Linked DNA regions of Mus musculus: all the other regions are linked to region 5. Evidence: chromatin contacts called from public Micro-C and promoter capture Hi-C data. All regions are on one chromosome and are shown on one strand. Each heading gives the region's core, a stretch centred on a gene start, on an enhancer-like site or on the middle of the called end of the contact. The rest is flanking DNA. Distances are from core to core; before and after follow the strand shown. Region 1 holds the start of Stk32c (serine/threonine kinase 32C). Region 2 holds the start of Dpysl4 (dihydropyrimidinase-like 4). Region 3 holds the start of Pwwp2b (PWWP domain containing 2B). Region 4 holds the start of Caly (calcyon neuron-specific vesicular protein). Region 5 holds the start of Nkx6-2 (NK6 homeobox 2).

Region 1 (3,232 bases), core at 509-3,008, 390 kb after region 5:
TCAGACCACTGAGTAATCAAAAAAGGGGTTCCCAGTAACAAGTCCTTAGACACTGGAAGCCAAGCATCCCGACCTTGTGAATGGAGCAGGAGCAGGAGCAGGAGCAGCAGGAGCAGGAGCAGGAGCAGGAGCAGGAGCAGGAGCAGGAGCAGGAGCAGGAGCAGGAGCAGGAGCAGGAGCAGGAGGAGCAGGAGCAGGAGCAGGAGCAGGAGCAGGAGCAGGAGCAGGAGGAACAGGAGCAGGAGCAGCAGGAGCAGGAGCAGGAGCAGGAGCAGGAGGAACAGGAGCAGGAGCAGGAGCAGGAGCAGGAGCAGGAGCAGGAGCAGGAGCAGGAGCAGGAGCAGCAGGAGCAGGAGCAGGAGCAGCAGGAGCAGGAGCAGCAGGAGCAGGAGCAAGAGCAGGAGCAGGAGCAGGAGGAGCAGGAGCAGGAGCAGGAGCAGGAGCAGGAGCAGGAGCAGGAGCAGGAGCAGGAGCAGGAGCAGGAGCAGGAGCAGGAGGAACAGGAGCAGGAGCAGGAGCAGGAGCAGGAGCAGGAGCAGGAGCAGGAGCAGGAGCAGGAGGAGCAGGAGCAGGAGCAGGAGCAGGAGCAGCAGGAGCAGCAGGAGCAGCAGGAGCAGCAGGAGCAGCAGGAGCAGCAGGAGCAGCAGGAGCAGCAGGAGCAGCAGGAGCAGCAGGAGCAGCAGGAGCAGCAGGAGCAGCAGGAGCAGCAGGAGCAGCAGGAGCAGCAGGAGCAGCAGGAGCAGCAGGAGCAGCAGGAGCAGCAGGAGCAGCAGGAGCAGGAGCAGGAGCAGGAGCAGGAGCAGGAGCAGGAGCAGGAGCAGGAGCAGGAGCAGGAGCAGGAGCAGGAGCAGGAGCAGGAGCAGGAGCAGGAGCAGGAGCAGGAGCAGGAGCAGGAGCAGGAGCAGGAGCAGGAGCAGGAGCAGGAGCAGGAGCAGGAGCGAGACAGAAGGCTTAGCTGAGTTCCAGGCTTCCCAATGTGCAGTGGAGACCCTAGTGAGGACACAAGGCCCTAGATGACTTGTGTCCCTCCCCGGGTCTTTGACGCAAAGCTGTACTAGAGGACTCTATTAGCTGCCCAATAAGCTATACAAAGAGAGGTCAGAGGAGCTAGTCTAGGGTAAAGTACAACCAGGTTTCTGAACAAGAGCATCTGTATGTTAAGGGTCTTAATGTCCACTCTGGGCGGGGCTTGCATGCCAGACTCCGCCCTCCTCCCGCCCTCCTCAGGCGTCCAGATCCCCTGCCGCCTGTGGCCTCAGAGCGGGATAACACCCTGCTGCCACCACAGCTTAGATACTTCTCGACCCCCATTATGCTCACAGCGCAAAACCGCGGCCTAAAGTTTGAGGTTTCTAAAGACAGAGTGGTAGAAATCTGCAATCGACTTTTTCTACGAAGACAGCAGAGGTTGGAAGGCCCAGAGGATTCCCGGTTGCTCGCTAGTCACAACATTCCTGCAGGGCCCCCAAAGGTCTCCGCCGCCCTGTGAAGGAAAGAGTCCTCATTTCTGGCCTCTTGGGCACTTCAAGATAGGAGGGAGGCGACTAGCATCTGTTCTCTCTCGCTTTTATCTCCGTTGCCTTTTCGGTGCAAGGGTCGAGCCTCCGCGAACTAGACCCTTTTCCGCGGGTAGCCCACTCTGTGTGCTGCGCACGGAATCTAATACCAGCCCCGCCCTGGCCCCGCCCCGGTTCCCGACTCCACCCTGAGTCCACCCCTCCGGCCCCGCCCCGCTGCTCGCAATCCGCGGGCGGGTCGGCTGCCCTGGCGAGCCAGAGCAGATACCAGGAGAACGGCCGGCGTTGCCGGCCCTTAGCGCTCTGCTCTCCCAGGGTCGGGCGCGGGCCATGTTCCGGGCTGTGGCCGCTGCGCATACCCAGGCCTGGCGATGAGGAGCGGGGCGGAGAGAAGGGGCAGCAGCGCCGCGGCGCCCCCCAGTTCGCCGCCTCCCGGTCGTGCGCGCCCCGCGGGCTCCGATGTGTCCCCCGCCTTGCCGCCGCCGGCAGCTAGCCAGCCCCGGGCCCGGGACGCCGGAGATGCCCGCGCGCAGCCGCGCCCCCTGTTTCAGTGGAGCAAGTGGAAGAAGAGGATGTCTATGTCGTCCATATCGTCAGGCAGCGCGCGGAGGCCGGTGTTTGACGACAAGGAGGACGGTGAGTGAAACCGCCCACTGGGGACTCCCGGGGACAGCCGGGTACCCGGGCCTCTGGAGACCTCGCGCGCTGTCTCAGGGCGGACGCGGGGGTGGCATTTCTCTGCGTTGGGACGAAGTCGCCACCTGGGTGGGACCACTTCTTGGGGAGTCTGCGTTTCCGGGGAAACTATTGGGCCACGACTGAAGTCCCCATGGCGCGTCCTGTTTCCAGTGACAGCGCAGCGGGTAGATGAGGTTCTGGCTCGCCTTTCGAGGTGAGAGTCGGTGATGGTGGAGGCTCCAGGCTCAGGCGCGACACCGCCCACTAAAGCGCACCGGCACCGCACGTTTTCATTTTCCTTTATGGGTGGTGTGCAGGCTGCGTGGTTACTTTTAATTCCAGGAGATTCTTGCTTGGTGTGCAGTTTGTGAAGAGAGGTGGCTGCCCTACAGGTGGCACAGGGGCTTGGGCCCTTCAGTTTGAGGTGTTCCATCCTTCAAACCCAGAACCTTCACCGGATTATGCTGCACAATCCATCCTTGTCTTTGTGAAAAGACCCGCCCTCGGGGAACTCGTGTTCTTTCTGCAGTGATAGTTGACCTGGAGGACCAGTGTCTCTTGAGTAGCAGCAGGGTAACCTGGTGGGGAGCTGGCGGGGGGGCGGGGAGGTGCCAGGCATTTGGCCCTGCAAGCCCAGCAGCTGGAGCCCTGCTAGGTACAAGGACCCTTGACTTAGCACCTGCTGGATACAGCTTTGGGAGAACTGGGATGGCTTCACATGTAACTTATAGCTTTTCCCTACAGATGCCATGCGGATAATTTTAAATGGTACAGTCATGACACATTTGATGTTTTTTGACATTTTCTTAAAATAGTTAAAATATGCATTTTCATTTGTAGGCAGCCTACAGAGATATGATGGATTTTTATAATTTTAGAACACAGTTCAGCATAGGAGCCCAAGCTACTTATTTCCAATAAATAATTTAAGCATTTAGGAAATTACAATAATCAGAACTCAGGCCAGTGTTGGAGAGCACATGAGGCTACATGCTGGCGTTCCTATTGGAAACGGGAGGCATGAGGCCAGGCCAGTG
Region 2 (3,094 bases), core at 44-2,543, 500 kb after region 5:
GGGGGAGCAAGCAATACTGTGATATACACTATCTAGATGAATGGGAATTCCAGTGAGCCCTCTCTCTTTTCATGAACACTGCTTGACTAGGCAGGAGACTGCTACCTCCATCTCTACTCACTGCCAGCTAGCTGGTGGGACTTTTCCCTCAGGCCTGGACCCCTAGGAACAGTAGGCAGCCAAAAGGCAGGAACTACTTTTGGTTCCTCTAATAGGAGAAGAGGACTCCCCGTAGAAGGCTAGGGAGCTGACCTCTCCAACAGCCTGATTAGACTCCAGAGCTCTTATGATGAGAACAAGTCTAGAGCTTTTTAAAGACCTCCCGGAGCCCGCGACCTGGTCCAGCTGATCCCAGCTCCCTTTCCCTTCCCCCGAGGCTTCCAGCAGCCCCATTGGGAAGGCTTTGTTTCCTGGCCGGCAGGGTGGACACACTGACCTCTCACTTTCTGCGTGTCTGTATTGAGGAGGTCTGTTCTGAAAGGGGGCTCTGTAGGGATGTTGGTTTCAGTGGTCAGTTAGTACTCACCTCTCCGTGGAGTCTCCGAACCCGGCTTCGTGCAGGGGCTCGGGGCCTCCAGGGACATCAGATCTACTAGCCAGGGCTAAATCGCTTTGTCTCGGACAAAGCGCTAGAGACACGAAAGCGGCGCGCCCAGGGGGTAGACGGCCACGGGCTGCTCTGGGAGCAGCTTCGGACGTCCGAGTGCCTTGAGGCCCCGGGGCCAACAAAGGCTGTGTCCGCCGGGCGTCCTGGAGACAGAGCTCCAGGCAATGTCCACTTGAACCCCATCCGCCACACGCTAGACCCAGCAGGAGGCCGGCCACCTATGCTCCGGCTAGCAGGCCGCTCGCGTACCCGGCCTCTCCAAGCGGATCACCGGATTCCGGAGAGCTGGCGGGGCCGCGGGCCTGTGCGCCGACTGCGCAAAGGGTTCCGCGCGGCCTGGAGAGCTCTCTCCGCTGCTGGCGGCGCGCGAAGGAGAGGGCAGAAAAGGTGGCGCTGGGCTGGGGACTGGAGCAGGTGTGGGACTCACGGACAGGGCCGGGAGGGTCGTCCGTTGAGCGTGCAAGCCAAGCCACTCCCGCCGTGGGCAAGGGGCGCAGACGCAGCGAGGGCGGGGGCCCGACTCACCGTTATCCGGGGAATGCTCTTCTTGCCTTGGAAGGACATCCTGATACACGGGCGGGCTGAGTGTCCTCGGTAGGGGCTGCGCGGGCGTGGACGTACCGACGAGGACACGCGCGGAGCTTAGGAAGTCCGAGTGTGAGCTAGCCCGGCTCTGGGCTCCGATTAGCTTATTTGCATCCAGGCCCCGCCCACCGACCGTCATTTGCATCCGGGCCCCTCCCCCTTGCTCCCGTTTGTGCTGGTTTGCTTGGAAATCTTTCCCTTTTCCTTTTCTTTTCCTTCCCTCTCTCCCTCCCTTCCCCAAGAGCATCCTGGAGGCCACAGGCTGGGACCACTGCACCCCGGTCCACCTGTGCGGAGTAGAGAAGGATGACTTACGACCTGTCAGGACCATCACTTATGAAGTTTGCAATCAGGGAATGACAGGAGAAGAGTTACCTGGCCAGCCTGGCCGCACCTAGCCTTGTTCTGTGGTGGCCCGAGGCATCCTAGGCTCCAGGGTTCAAAACTAATTCTCACATCTAGGTGGAGGAGCCAAAATCTAGCCTAGCATCTCTAGCAGAATCCATACATATTCAAGGAATGGTTCCGGGTTGGAGCGCAATCCCCTAGCCTGGTGTGACCGCGGGACTAGGGAGTGGTGATGCCTAGGCCAAACTGTTCCTTGGCAGGTCACACCAGTCTAAGGTAGGAGGTGGGTAGTCATTGAAGTGGCAGAGAGAAACAACCAAGACAAAGATGAAAGGGCTGGACTGGACACTGCCAGGGAAGACCGAAGAGGAGACTCTGTAGAGAAATCCAGGTGGGACCAGGACCGATAGCTAGCCAAGCTTCCTGCCCCAAACCTGAGTCCTACTTCCTTTACCTGCTGAGGCCTGCAGACTGGGGCCACATTGGGCAGGCCCCAGGGACAGGTTGCGTTGGCTGGATCATCTCTGCCTGGCTCTTTGGGGGCCCTGTGGTTCCTGGTGTAGCTCACCAACCTGAGGACTTCTTCAGGCTGTCGGGTGGTGCATCCATCGATAGCTCTTATTTTCCAAGACATCCTCCGCACAGCAGAAGAAAACACCAAGCTTAAGCCCAGCCAGAGGCTTCACAGACATGCAGGGTAGGGCCGGCTATCACAGTGGGAGTAGGATATTTGCAGCCAGGTGACCCCAACCCCTAGCATGAGGCCTGCATGTGGAATGGGGCAGTGCTGCAACCTCTTGGGCCCCCTCGGAGCCCACATAAGCCTTTCTGTACTGATGCTGTCCATAAACAGAGGGTGCTGAAAGCGTTGGGCCAGGCCAGAGGCACCAACTGTCCTGAAGAACCCTGGCGACTTGCCCTCAGGACACAACTTCCACCCCACTCCCAGAAGGCAGGGCAAGAGCTGTGAAGCTGGTGTCTACTCCAAGTGCTGTGGCAGCATCCATGCTGGACCATGATGCATCCATGCTGGACCATGATGCATCCATGCTGGACCATGATGCATCCATGCTGGACCATGATGCATCCATGCTGGACCATGATGTAAGAAGAGGGTCTAAGGACCAGCAAGGACAGCCTATTCTAAAGCCGAGGTTAAGGATTTGGAACAAGCCAGAGGTGTTCTCAGACACACCCCTTAACCCCACAGGACATTAATTGTTGTCATTGTGGAGTCTACAGTGATGGATGGATTTTAAACAAAAGACCCCCACCTTCACATTGTCCACCCAGCCAGTCCTTTAGAACACATTCCTGGACAATGAGTTGCTGTGACACTCTACAGGGGTCATGGGCCTGGCAGTGAGTCTAGACTATACCACCTTTCTTCCCACCTGCCCTGGACACCCCCTCCCCCAAGGCACCTGTAAAATTTCAGCTCCTCATCAGAATGGGAGCTTCTACAATGGATATAGCCAACTGTTCTTATTAAGGTGCCAAAGGGTTGGTTTTTTTTTTTTTCCTTTCCTAAGCTACTTGAATTTGATGAAGTCA
Region 3 (3,337 bases), core at 721-3,220, 330 kb after region 5:
GAAATAGGACTTGGGAACTCTTCCTTGGCTCGAATCCAAGGACTGGGCCTTGGAAGAGCAAGGATAGGTACTGAAGCTGTGGAGAAACTAGTACCTGGGAGGGCAGGTCAGCATGTGGACCCTGGAGCCTGAGAGCAGACACTGCAGCCCAAACCACCCAGACAGCTGCTAAGCTGTGCTCAGCTCTGCCTGAGAAGCAGGGCTGTAAACACTAGCTTTGCCACTCATAATACTATGGATAGAACACAGGAAACAGAAACAAGGGGGGGGGGGCGCTGCTGGAAAGATCAGGGATGGGGAAGGAGAAACACAAGGCCAAGCCTTGGAGGGCTGGAGGGGCAAGGAAGGGCCATTTCAGAGTCTCTGCATGGGCACAGAAGCAAGCAAAGCCACTGCAGAGAAGAGCTGTGATCAGCGACTAAGCTCATGTCTCCAAGGGGTTCTGGTTCTGGTAGACTGTGAGGCACGGACACACATGCATCCTATAGCTGCTGCTTCCCATGTTCAGGATGCCAGCCAGCAGCTAGCTTCTATTCATGAAGGGTGTATGCATCTGCAAGCCAGGTTAGCCATTGACCTCAGGGTAGAGATCCCCCCTATCTCTGTAGACACAGCCACAAGATAGGACTACTCTCAGCCAATCTTATCTTGAGCACTGGAGCCTGAGAACTGGGGAAATGCGGGTCCTCTGCTGCAGACTCTCTAGGGAGAGGCCAGAGCAGGCTGCACAGGTTGAGCAGGGGTGCAGCCAGACCTGCCTAGGGAGGAGAGGGCAGCCATCAGCAGGGTGGGGGATGGCTTGCCTTGGAAGCTTTCAGGTGGCTATTCTGCAGCCCCTGAATGTCACCCCATTATAGGCACTCCCTGTACTAACCAACAAGAGAGGGGCACCAGTCACACGGGAGGCCATATGTTAAGTCACATGACTTGTGCATAAATGGCTTCTGGCACATCTAATGAAGACATAATGTCAGCAGGGTAACTGTCGAAGGAGGAAGGGCTCTGCTCTGTGGTGGGAACCCAGGGAAATCCGGGCTTTAGGAAGGGAAAAAGTTGGGTCTTTGAAAGCAGAGCCCTTTTCTGTTCCTAATTCCAGAATGAAGCCTGGCTGGAGCAGAAGAGTCACAGCCTGATTAATGCCTAATCATTTATCAGGCAGTGACAGCGCAGTGCCATGTGATTCTGGGTTCAGGTGGCTGTTCTGCGCTGCAGAAGCCCCTGCAAAGGGTATACAGGTGGTCTCAGGAGCCAAGCCCAATGCGCCCCTCCAGTAGAGGCACTGGCCCTGGAACTTGTATCTTCCACTCCCCCGCAAGGCGCCTCGCCCACAGCAGTGTTTCTACACCCCGCAGTCTCGCAGCTGGTCTCCACCAGCCACTCCTATAAGCCTTGGGCTTCCCCCCTCTTGTGACAGGTGAGGCCATAGCTTAACTGACCCCCTTAAACGAATCACGATTCTACAAACAGTCGAATTCAACAGTGCGTCTGAACAAAGAAAAGTGCGTTAATTATGGCAGATGTGCGGAGTTTCAGGCAAGGCTTCCCGTGCGTCCCGGCCGGCACCGCAGCCCCTCTGCGGGGCCGCACGCTCTCCTGCCCCGAAAGTCACCGCGACTTTGGGAGAGAGCCACTTTCGCACCCAGACCGGCGGCCAGCTGGCGCGCCTCGAAACCCCGGCCCAGCAGAAACTGAAAGCGGACGCCGGGCTTTGCTGCTCCTCTCGGAGCCTGCATTGGAACCTTGAATCGGTGGAGGAGTGTCCCGGGAGATTCCGAGGAGTCCCGGGCCCGCGACCCTGCCCCGCTCACTTTTTCGTGCAATCCAGCAGGATTCCGGCGAAGCTGCGCTCGCCACAGCTCACGGTGACCACCAGCGCGCCGTTGACGACCTGTTCCACCCGCACCGGCAACCGGCAGCCGGCCCGCGGCTCCATGCTCCCGCCGCCTCCGGAGGCCGCCCCCGCCCGCCACCGCCGCCGCCGCCGCCGCCGCCGGGTCAGCCCCGCGTGACGCCGCCTGACGTCACAAAGCTCTGTGTGCCGGCCGCCACCGCGGAGCTAGGCTGGGGCGCGCGGCCGCGGGCTGCGCTCCCAGGAGCCGGAGGGCGTGGGGCGGTCCGCCCGCAGCGTGCGCCCACAGCCGGCTCTCAAAGCTGGGCTTGCAACGCATTGCGGGGGCCCCACCGGGCGGGGAGAAGGGTTCGTTAATCTTGACGCCACGCAGGCTTGGAATGCCCCCTAGGAGGCCTTGCCAGGAACCGAGGGGTAGCGGGGACACTCCCCGGGTCCAGGCCCTTCCCCCACTCTGCTTCTCTGGGTTCCACCCCGGGCCCCACCTCCTTCCTGATCCTGTCCCGGGGCCACTCCCTGAGCCCGGCGCAGCCTGGGGCCCTTCCCCCATGTAGTCTGGGGGTCCCCTGTCTACCAGTTTGTGCTAGAGGACCCCGGCAGCGTCTTCTACGCACGACTCCTGTGTCCACTTGGTACTTGAAAAAGTCTGTGGACACGTGTATTTGAAGCGAATCAGGCCTGGCAGAGGAGACTCCGGGTGCCGAGGGACACCAATGGGGCCCTTACAAGAGGCCTAGTGTCACCCTCACTACAGGGCTACCTGGCACTGGGCTACCCAGGTGTGCTCGGCGCCTCCTAGGAGACTATAGTGCTCCGGTCTGTTTGAGAACCTCGCAGGGCGCGGGGCTGGCCAGCACTAGTGTTGGCAGGATTATTCTATCCAGAGCTCTTGCGTCTCCTGGGACTACTCGCTGCAGCACTCCTCGCTTAGTGTACAGTATGAAGAGCCACCTCCCATGAGCAAGAGCCAGGCTCCCCGGGCGTGTGCAACCGGGCCCGCGAGGGCAGCCTGGCCATGAGTGGGAGGTGGCGGCGCCCGGCGGACGGCTGACCGCCACCCTAGACCTCCTCCGGTTTCCGCAAGCACTTGCACTCTGAATCCGGATTCGGAATCCATAACTGACTGCCTCCAAGGGTCTGTCACGTTGCAATGACCAATGGCGTCTGTGAATCGGGCCCCTAAGGCTGACTTGCATCGCCATGACCCTGCATTGGAGGCACCAAAAGGGCAGAGAGGTACTGACCACGGATCTACCAGGCCCATGTCCTTTTCAGCTGGGGAGTGGAGTTCTTGCCCTGCTGGGACTTGCTTCAGGGCTGCTACCACTGACGCCGCCAAGGACAGCCGAGGCCGCCCTGGCGCCACTTTACCTTGCCTTAAGGCTACACTAGAGCAGATGAGAAAGTCTGGGCGGAGTCCAGCTGAGGGGCAGTCCCCCTCCCACAAACGTCTGTTTTCCTCACTCCTTCTCTCCAGAGCTGGGTGCT
Region 4 (3,494 bases), core at 326-2,825, 500 kb before region 5:
TAAAAGTTAAATGTTGGGCCTGGAGAAGTGGCAACATTATTAAGGACACTTGATGCTCTTGGATTGGTCCAGAGTTCAGTTCCCAGCACCCATGTTGACAGCTCACCACAGTTGCACTTTCCAGCATCTACCCAAGAGCAATAGAAGCATGTGTCTAACGAAGACTTGGTCAGGAATGTTGTTACATGTCATGCAACAGACACAAAGGAGAACAATTCAGATACCTGTCTGCGGACAAGCCGTGATTCACGACAGCAAGAGGGTTCCAGTCAGGGCTGGAGAGATGGCTCAGCGGTTAAGAGCACTTGACTGTTCTTCTGAAGGTCCTGAGTTCAAATACATGGTGACTCACAACCATCCGTAATAAGATCTGATGCCCTCTTCTGGTGTGTCTGAAGACAGCTACAGTTTACTTTTGTATAATAATAAATAAATCTTTAGGCTGGATTGAGTGGGCTCCACCAGAGTGAGCAGAGGTCCTGAATTCAAATTCCCAGCAACCACATGATGGCTCACAACCATCAGTACAGCTACAGTGTACTCATATACATAAAATAAATAAATAAATCTTTTTTAAGGCGGATTCCAGTCAACAGCAAGACAGAACTGTGAACAGAGAGTACTGCTGCCTCGAGCGGAAGACCAGGAGAAGCACGGCCACTAGAGATGCCCTGTGTGAAGCGAGGCATACTATCAACTAAACATCTGTCCAGTGCCTTCTGCATATTACCATTATTCAGGCACCAGTGACCAAGCAAGACAAGGCCAGTCCTAGGAAAGCTTCCAGCCCAGAAATTCAGACATGGAAAGGCGTCTAGAGGAGCGCCCTCTAGGTCAGAGGCCAACCACAGCTGTCCTGACCCCAGCTTCTATTGTGAGATCTCAGGGGAAGGAACAGGCTCTCCCTTAACCCCTGGAATCCCAGCTGGAGGAGCAGCCAGGGCTCCTCTGGTCTCCTGGTTGCCCCCCTGCAGTGAAGTGACATGAGATGTGAGAACTGGTGTGATGTATGCCTTTGCATGCTGTGTGTGTCAGGGGTGTAAATTGTGTATGAAGTGTGTCTTAGCAATATGTAGCCGGGCAGTGGTGGCGCACGTCTTTAATCCCAGCACTTGGGAGGCAGAGGCGGTGGATTTCTGAGTTTGAGGCCTGGTCTACAGAATGAGTTCCAGGACAGCCAGGGCTACACAGAGAAACCCTGTCTTGAAAAACAAAAAACAAACAAATAAACAAAAATCAACAACAAAAAAAAAGAAAGAAAGAAAGAAAGAAAGAAAGGAAGGAAGGAAGGAAGGAAGGAAGGAAGAAAGAAAGAAAGGAAGGAAGGAAGAAAGAAAGAAAGAAAGCAAGCAATATGTGCGTATGGGAGGGTGAAGTGTGTATCAAGTATGTGAAATGTATTTCGTGGGTGTGTGAAGTGCTTGTGTCAGGTGTGTGAGTGTGATAAGAGACAGTGCAGAGATCTGCCGTGGGAGGGGGTGTGAGGCCACCTGAGCCACAGTGGTCCCTCCTCCAGCCTGCATCTCCATGGCAACCACAGCCTCGCTCTCAGGCTTCAGCCCCTAGCCCGCCCCGCCTGGTGGTGAAGCGCCTGGAACTGCATCCTCCGCATCTACACTGCATCCCTGTCCTCCCGCGACTGCGTCCTGCAGCAACTGCCTGTGAGCCATTTCCACGTTTCTCCTTTTGGAATGGGGACGAGGGGGCCAGCATGTGTGCGTGGGTGTGCAAGGGTGCAGGGATGTGAGAGGTGCGAGGAAGGGGGCGGGTGCAAGAGTGTGTGACTGTGCGTCTGTGGGATGTACGTGCAAAGATATGGGTGTAGGGGTTGAGAGTCTATGTGGGAGTGATTTGACTGATCCGATGTCTGCCAGAGCGGTGGAGCACAGCCATCTCCTTCCTGTGGTCTCCACTAGAAGTCAGGTTGGCCCCGCTGGCTCCGGTGGAGGGTGGTCATTAGACCTCTCGGGACAGTTGGGGGCAGCAGCTCTGCTGGCTTGAGGTGGATGGAAAGGTCCCTAGACCTCAAGGTATGTCGAGAAACCCCTACAGGCCAGTGGCAGCCTGGACATTAGGAAGAATTATGGCTGCTCAGCCTGCACAAACCCCATATGAAGCTGCAAATCCTTATCCTGGGCATAGTAGGGTAGCAGGGGCGGCGGGACAGCTGGACCTCATCTCGCCCAGTTCATGGTGACTGCAGACCCCCTCCTTGTGGGCTGGCTCCACCTCTGCAGGTCTGGGAGAGCCAGTGGGAGCTGTGCATCTCCAAGGTGGCCCAGGGGCAAAACCGTCAGCTCCTGTTCGGGTCTGACTGCTGGGTGCTGGGTGTTAAAAAAGGAAACAGCTCGATGGAGAGAAAGGGATTAGCAGAAGGGGTGTTGCCCAGAACATTGAGCGTTAGGGCCTGATGGGGGTCGCTGAGTGAAGGTTAAAGGATGGTAGGAGGTATGATAGCCATTTGTCTCAAACCACCTGCCGCGGGGCTTGGCTCTAGATGCTGGGCCACAGGTGGCTGGTGAGTGTCGGGAGCCACAAGCAGCTGTGCCCCTCCTCTCTGTCCCTCTTTGCTTGGGCCCCACAGAACAACAGCCGTTCAAACTGGAGGCAAACATCTATGACCTAAAAGGCTTGGGTGCAAGCAGACCAGGGTGGGCACTGCGGCAGCGTCGTAAGAGGAGAGCACGAGCCCCCACCAATGTGCACTTCTGTGTGACGCAGCATGAAAGGGTCCGTGTGAACGTGAGTCTGTGACCTCTAACCCAGCTTTTATGGGTTTTCAAATAAAAATTCGCATCCTCCAATATTTGTCCGTCAGCGTCTTGTTGGTGCATAGACCGTGATCAGAGATACCCGCCCCACCACCCCCGGAGAGCGCTGAAAATGAAAAACAAACTCTCGGGAGACCAAATGACAGAGTGGGATAGAGGGGAGGACCCGTGGATGATGTTAGGAAGTCTTCCCAATTCTAAACCTTTATGACCCCTATCATCTTCCCAGCGGGAACCCCAAAATCCTAGATGGAATCTTCTGGTGTGCTGAGAGAAGGTGAGAGTTGTCCACTCTTGGGATGCGATGTTCTGCCTGACGACGGAGGGCTAGAAATTTGACAGGGAGCGAAAGGCCTGCCTTTGTTGCCATGGGAACCCGAGATGACGTAAACTAGCCCTGGCCGCTGCATCACCCAGGCAACCATAGGCGGAGCTCTTGGGGAGGCAGAGGTCTTTTGTCGTAGAGGCTTGAATGCTTGGGACGACATCGTCTATCCGTTCCGATTTCTTTCCTGGTTCTTTTACCTCCTTGTATTACCTGGCCGGCCGTTTATATTCCTTATAATTTCTGATCCATCTCTATCACAATGCCCAGCGGATGGGCCCTAAGCCGTCCGGTTCCCCTTGGGCTCAGGGCCAACCTTGAGCCAGCTGCCTCACTAGGACCGGATCCACCCCATAAGGAAATTCTTTATTGACACTCCATTAAGGCTGGGCCAGGCA
Region 5 (3,547 bases), core at 756-3,255:
ATTCCGAGGACGGGCGCTCTTCCTAGCTGTTCAGGGTCGGCTTGGCACGGTGAGGTGGGAGGTTTCAGGACTTCCCACTCTGCCCGCCTCGTATTTTCCCGCCCCACCCCCATGCTGCTCAGAGCTCTGGGTCCCTCTTCTCTAGAGCTGGCGCCCCTGGCCTCCAGCATGGTCTCCCGCGAGCCCAGAAAAGTCCGTACTCTACCAGGGACTGTACTCCCGATGCTCAGATCCTCGGAGTATACGCGGTCGTAATCGAAGTGGAGCGAAAGCGAGGCCAGGGGCTGGTCTAAGGGCTCGAGGGAAGCAGTCCAGAGATCCCAGGGTACCATCAGAAAGCCCAGACTTTCCAGCGGGCGGTGTGCTCGGTGCTGGAGGGAACTGAGCCTAGCCCCCGCTGCTGCTGCTCGCGCCCAAATGGATCCTGAGAGTGTAGACTCAGACTAGGAAGCCAGTAACTGAAACCTCTAGGCGCTAGGGGCCACTGCGTACGGGAGGATGGGTGAGGATCATACGTGCAAGGTCTTTCAGGTCCTGCAGAAGTCAGCGGGACCACAGCACTTATTTCCAGTTCCCGCCATAAAGTGGCTTTCCAAGCCTTGACCTGATGGAGACGCGTGGCGTAAAGACCCCACACTAACTGTTAAAAAACGAAACTGAACTTCTAAGAGGACCAGCAGCAGTGGACGTTAGGCCCCTACGTGAAGCCTTTAGGATCACTTTTGCCCGTAAGACAGAAACCTTGGAGACCAGGGCAAAAGGGGAAAGTCGTTATTAACAAACTGCACAGGGCCTCTGCTTAAATCGCCAGGACCGGAAACAGTAGATTCTATTTCCACAGGTTGTATCACAATCAGTACTAGGTATTATGAGGTTAACAGTAAGCACTGCTCAAGAGGAGGAAAGAAATAAGCGCCAGCGTGCTACCTTCTCGGATCCTGCTGTGCGCCGCCGCACTAGGTGGCTGCAACTTCAGTTAACTGCCCAACAATTTTATGGAGTGAGAGGCCCCTGTACTAGAAAAGAAATTAAGGCCTAGTGGGCTCTACAGGCCGGGTCTATAGCCAGTGCTCTGTCCGCTAGACTGCAAACGCATACCCAGCCGAAGTCAGTGAGTAAGGTGATCCTTTCGTCCTGGTTCTTGAATTCCAAAACCGCTGCATTCTGGCCCGAGGTCCAGCTTGCCAGAAAGCAATAAGCAGGAGAATTCTGGTCCTGGGCCTCAAAGTCTGGACACGGGTAACCTCCTAGGTGAGTGCCTAATAAGCATAAAAGTTCAAGGGGGACGGCCTAGCCTCTCCCAGATACCCCAACCCAACTTCAAGGATTTCAGAACGGGAGGACAGCATAGGTTGTGTGTGTGTGTGTGTGTGTGGTAGTAAGGTCACCGGTTGCCTGGAGCCATCTAAAGTCAGTGAGTTCAGTTGGCAGAGTTTGGCAGATCTGAGGAAGCCAAATCTATCTGGTCCCTAGAGTCCACCCTTTTTCGTTCAAAATCCACCCAGAAAAGTTATACCCACAAGTTCACAACAGCCCACACCACCACGAGCTGGGAAGGAGAAGGAACCCCAGTACAGGGCTTGGGCCCTGATCCAAGATGGAGTGCCCTGACCTGTGGCGTCCAGCCGTCCCAGGCTCTTCCCTGAACTAAGCATACTGAGCTTGAGCTTTCGGAGTGGATCTTGAAATCTACATTCTTTCGGTCGATAAAATATGTTCTCGTATTTTTTCCTGATTTTCCCATTAAAACCTTTGCCTAACTAAACTCCCATCCAACGGGATTTATTTCATCTCTAGGGAGATAAATCAGGGGGCAAATTTACAGTCCCGGAGGCACCTGCCTCGCTAATGGGCCCTTCATGGAGTGCATGGCCGGCGGGGGCGCGCGCAGACGGGCCGGACGCTGGCCAATGGCCTGGTCGCCAGTGCCTTCAGCCAATCAGCGCGCGCGCCGCGCCCAGGCCCCGCGGTTATCAGTGCGTCCATCCCGCGCGGCGCCGCTCCGACCTGCCCCGGAGCCGCCACTGCCGCTCCCGCCGCCCTTAGTATCCCTGCCTTCTCTCTGACCGCCGCCCATTCAGCGCAACAGCCGTCGGTCCTCTCGCTTTCCCGTAGGGGCCGTCGGCGTTCGTTTGAAACGCGGTCCACCCGTCCCAGCGTAGCCGGCGCTCTTCGGCGCCGCGCGCAAACTTCCCGAGCCGGCGGGTGCGGGCGGTGGCAGCGGGGCCCGGATGGGCGCCCGGGTCGGAGGCGGCGGCGCCCATGGACGCTAACCGCCCGGGTGCGTTTGTGCTGAGCAGCGCGCCTTTAGCCGCGCTGCACAACATGGCTGAGATGAAGACGTCGCTGTTCCCCTACGCGCTGCAGGGCCCGGCGGGCTTCAAGACACCCGCCCTAGGCAGCCTTGGCGCGCAGTTGCCTCTAGGCACTCCGCACGGCATCAGCGACATCCTGGGACGGCCGGTGGGCGCAGCGGGTGGCGGCCTCCTAGGAAGTCTGCCCCGTCTCAACGGGCTCGCCTCGTCTGCAGGTGTCTACTTCGGGCCCGCAGCCGCCGTGGCTCGGGGCTACCCCAAGCCGCTGGCGGAACTGCCTGGGCGCCCGCCCATCTTCTGGCCTGGGGTGGTGCAGGGCTCTCCCTGGAGGGACCCGCGACTGGCCGGCTCCGGTAAGTGGCCCGCGCGGGATTCGGTAAGGAGAGGGGCTGGGCGCGGGCCTCGGACTGCGCTCACTGGCTCTTCTTCGCAGCCCAAGCCGGCGGGGTCCTGGATAAGGATGGCAAGAAGAAACACTCGCGGCCGACTTTCTCCGGCCAGCAGATCTTCGCGCTGGAGAAGACTTTCGAGCAGACCAAGTATTTGGCAGGCCCAGAGCGCGCGCGGCTTGCCTACTCTCTGGGCATGACCGAGAGCCAAGTGAAGGTGAGCTCGAAATGGGCCGGGGTCCAGCAGTATTGAGGCGGGGCCCGGAGTCCGCGTCCTGCGAACGGCCGGCGAGCGGCGGTTCGGCTGCGGCCGGACCGCGGAAAGCGCTGGCGCCAGGCGGGTCCGGAGTGCTGGTCGGGTGAGGCGAGCCTCGGTGCCCGTCTGATGATCCCTCCCCCAAACCCCCAGGTGTGGTTCCAGAATCGGCGGACCAAGTGGCGCAAGCGGCACGCGGCAGAGATGGCGTCGGCTAAAAAGAAGCAAGACTCGGATGCCGAGAAGCTGAAGGTGGGTGGCTCAGACGCGGAGGACGATGACGAATACAACCGGCCCCTGGACCCCAACTCCGATGACGAGAAGATCACGCGGCTTCTCAAAAAGCACAAACCCTCGAACTTGGCGCTCGTTAGCCCGTGTGGTGGCAGCGCGGGGGACGCCTTGTGAGGACGCGGCCAGGCCGGAGAACCCGAGAACCGGGACTCGCGGCATGCCCCGACGCCAGCCGCCCAGCCGCAGTGTGTATATATATTTTTACAGAATAAGTTATAAAGCGGACGTTGGCGCGGCCTTGGCGTGATGGCGGAGTACGGGGTTTGGGCCGATCACTTTGTATAATCAATAAA

The links. Promoter capture Hi-C pulls out the DNA fragments that hold promoters and counts their contacts. A called contact is a pair of places that touch in the nucleus more often than the background predicts.
Region 1: a Micro-C map of embryonic stem cells shows a contact between it and region 5, with 2.2 times the contacts expected there. The contact joins the promoter of Stk32c here to the promoter of Nkx6-2 in region 5. A contact is called at or near these places in 1 of 39 promoter capture datasets (macrophages), 3 of 484 Hi-C or Micro-C datasets (all in embryonic stem cells), 3 of 115 datasets of contacts at active chromatin or transcription factors (all in embryonic stem cells) and 2 of 9 other capture datasets (embryonic stem cells and liver).
Region 2: a contact with region 5 is called in a Micro-C map of embryonic stem cells, with 2.3 times the contacts expected there. The contact joins the promoter of Dpysl4 here to the promoter of Nkx6-2 in region 5. A contact is called at or near these places in 15 of 39 promoter capture datasets (the 3T3-L1 cell line, cranial neural crest, embryonic stem cells and 8 more), 5 of 484 Hi-C or Micro-C datasets (the HL-1 cell line, cerebellum and embryonic stem cells), 8 of 115 datasets of contacts at active chromatin or transcription factors (all in embryonic stem cells) and 3 of 9 other capture datasets (adipose tissue, embryonic stem cells and liver).
Region 3: a Micro-C map of embryonic stem cells shows a contact between it and region 5, with 2.5 times the contacts expected there. The contact joins the promoter of Pwwp2b here to the promoter of Nkx6-2 in region 5. A contact is called at or near these places in 10 of 39 promoter capture datasets (the 3T3-L1 cell line, cranial neural crest, embryonic stem cells and 5 more), 13 of 484 Hi-C or Micro-C datasets (the C2C12 cell line, cardiomyocytes, cortical neurons and 3 more), 12 of 115 datasets of contacts at active chromatin or transcription factors (astrocytes, bone marrow-derived macrophages, embryonic hindbrain and 3 more) and 2 of 9 other capture datasets (adipose tissue and pancreatic islet).
Region 4: a contact with region 5 is called in a promoter capture Hi-C map of neural stem cells. The contact joins the promoter of Caly here to the promoter of Nkx6-2 in region 5. A contact is called at or near these places in 4 of 39 promoter capture datasets (the 3T3-L1 cell line, neural stem cells, second pharyngeal arch cranial neural crest and 1 more).

What each region holds. Positions count from the first base shown.
Region 1 is chr7:139,187,020-139,190,251 of GRCm38.p6, reverse strand. Stk32c (serine/threonine kinase 32C) reads left to right here and starts at 1,758. Exons shown (of 12, transcript NM_021302.3): 1 at 1,758-2,153. The coding sequence starts at 1,889.
Region 2 is chr7:139,084,200-139,087,293 of GRCm38.p6, reverse strand. It overlaps Dpysl4 (dihydropyrimidinase-like 4), which reads right to left and starts at 1,293. Exons shown (of 14, transcript NM_011993.4): 1 at 1,133-1,293. The coding sequence starts at 1,171.
Region 3 is chr7:139,247,115-139,250,451 of GRCm38.p6, reverse strand. Pwwp2b (PWWP domain containing 2B) reads right to left here and starts at 1,970. Exons shown (of 3, transcript NM_001098636.1): 1 at 1,809-1,970. The coding sequence starts at 1,933.
Region 4 is chr7:140,080,629-140,084,122 of GRCm38.p6, reverse strand. It overlaps Caly (calcyon neuron-specific vesicular protein), which reads left to right and starts at 1,575. Exons shown (of 5, transcript NM_001190385.1): 1 at 1,575-1,661.
Region 5 is chr7:139,581,255-139,584,801 of GRCm38.p6, reverse strand. Nkx6-2 (NK6 homeobox 2) reads left to right here and starts at 2,005. Exons shown (of 3, transcript NM_183248.3): 1 at 2,005-2,668; 2 at 2,749-2,921; 3 at 3,114-3,547. The coding sequence starts at 2,263. The coding sequence ends at 3,368. Gm33031 (a long non-coding RNA gene) reads right to left here and starts at 2,006. Exons shown (of 7, transcript XR_003946896.1): 1 at 1-2,006.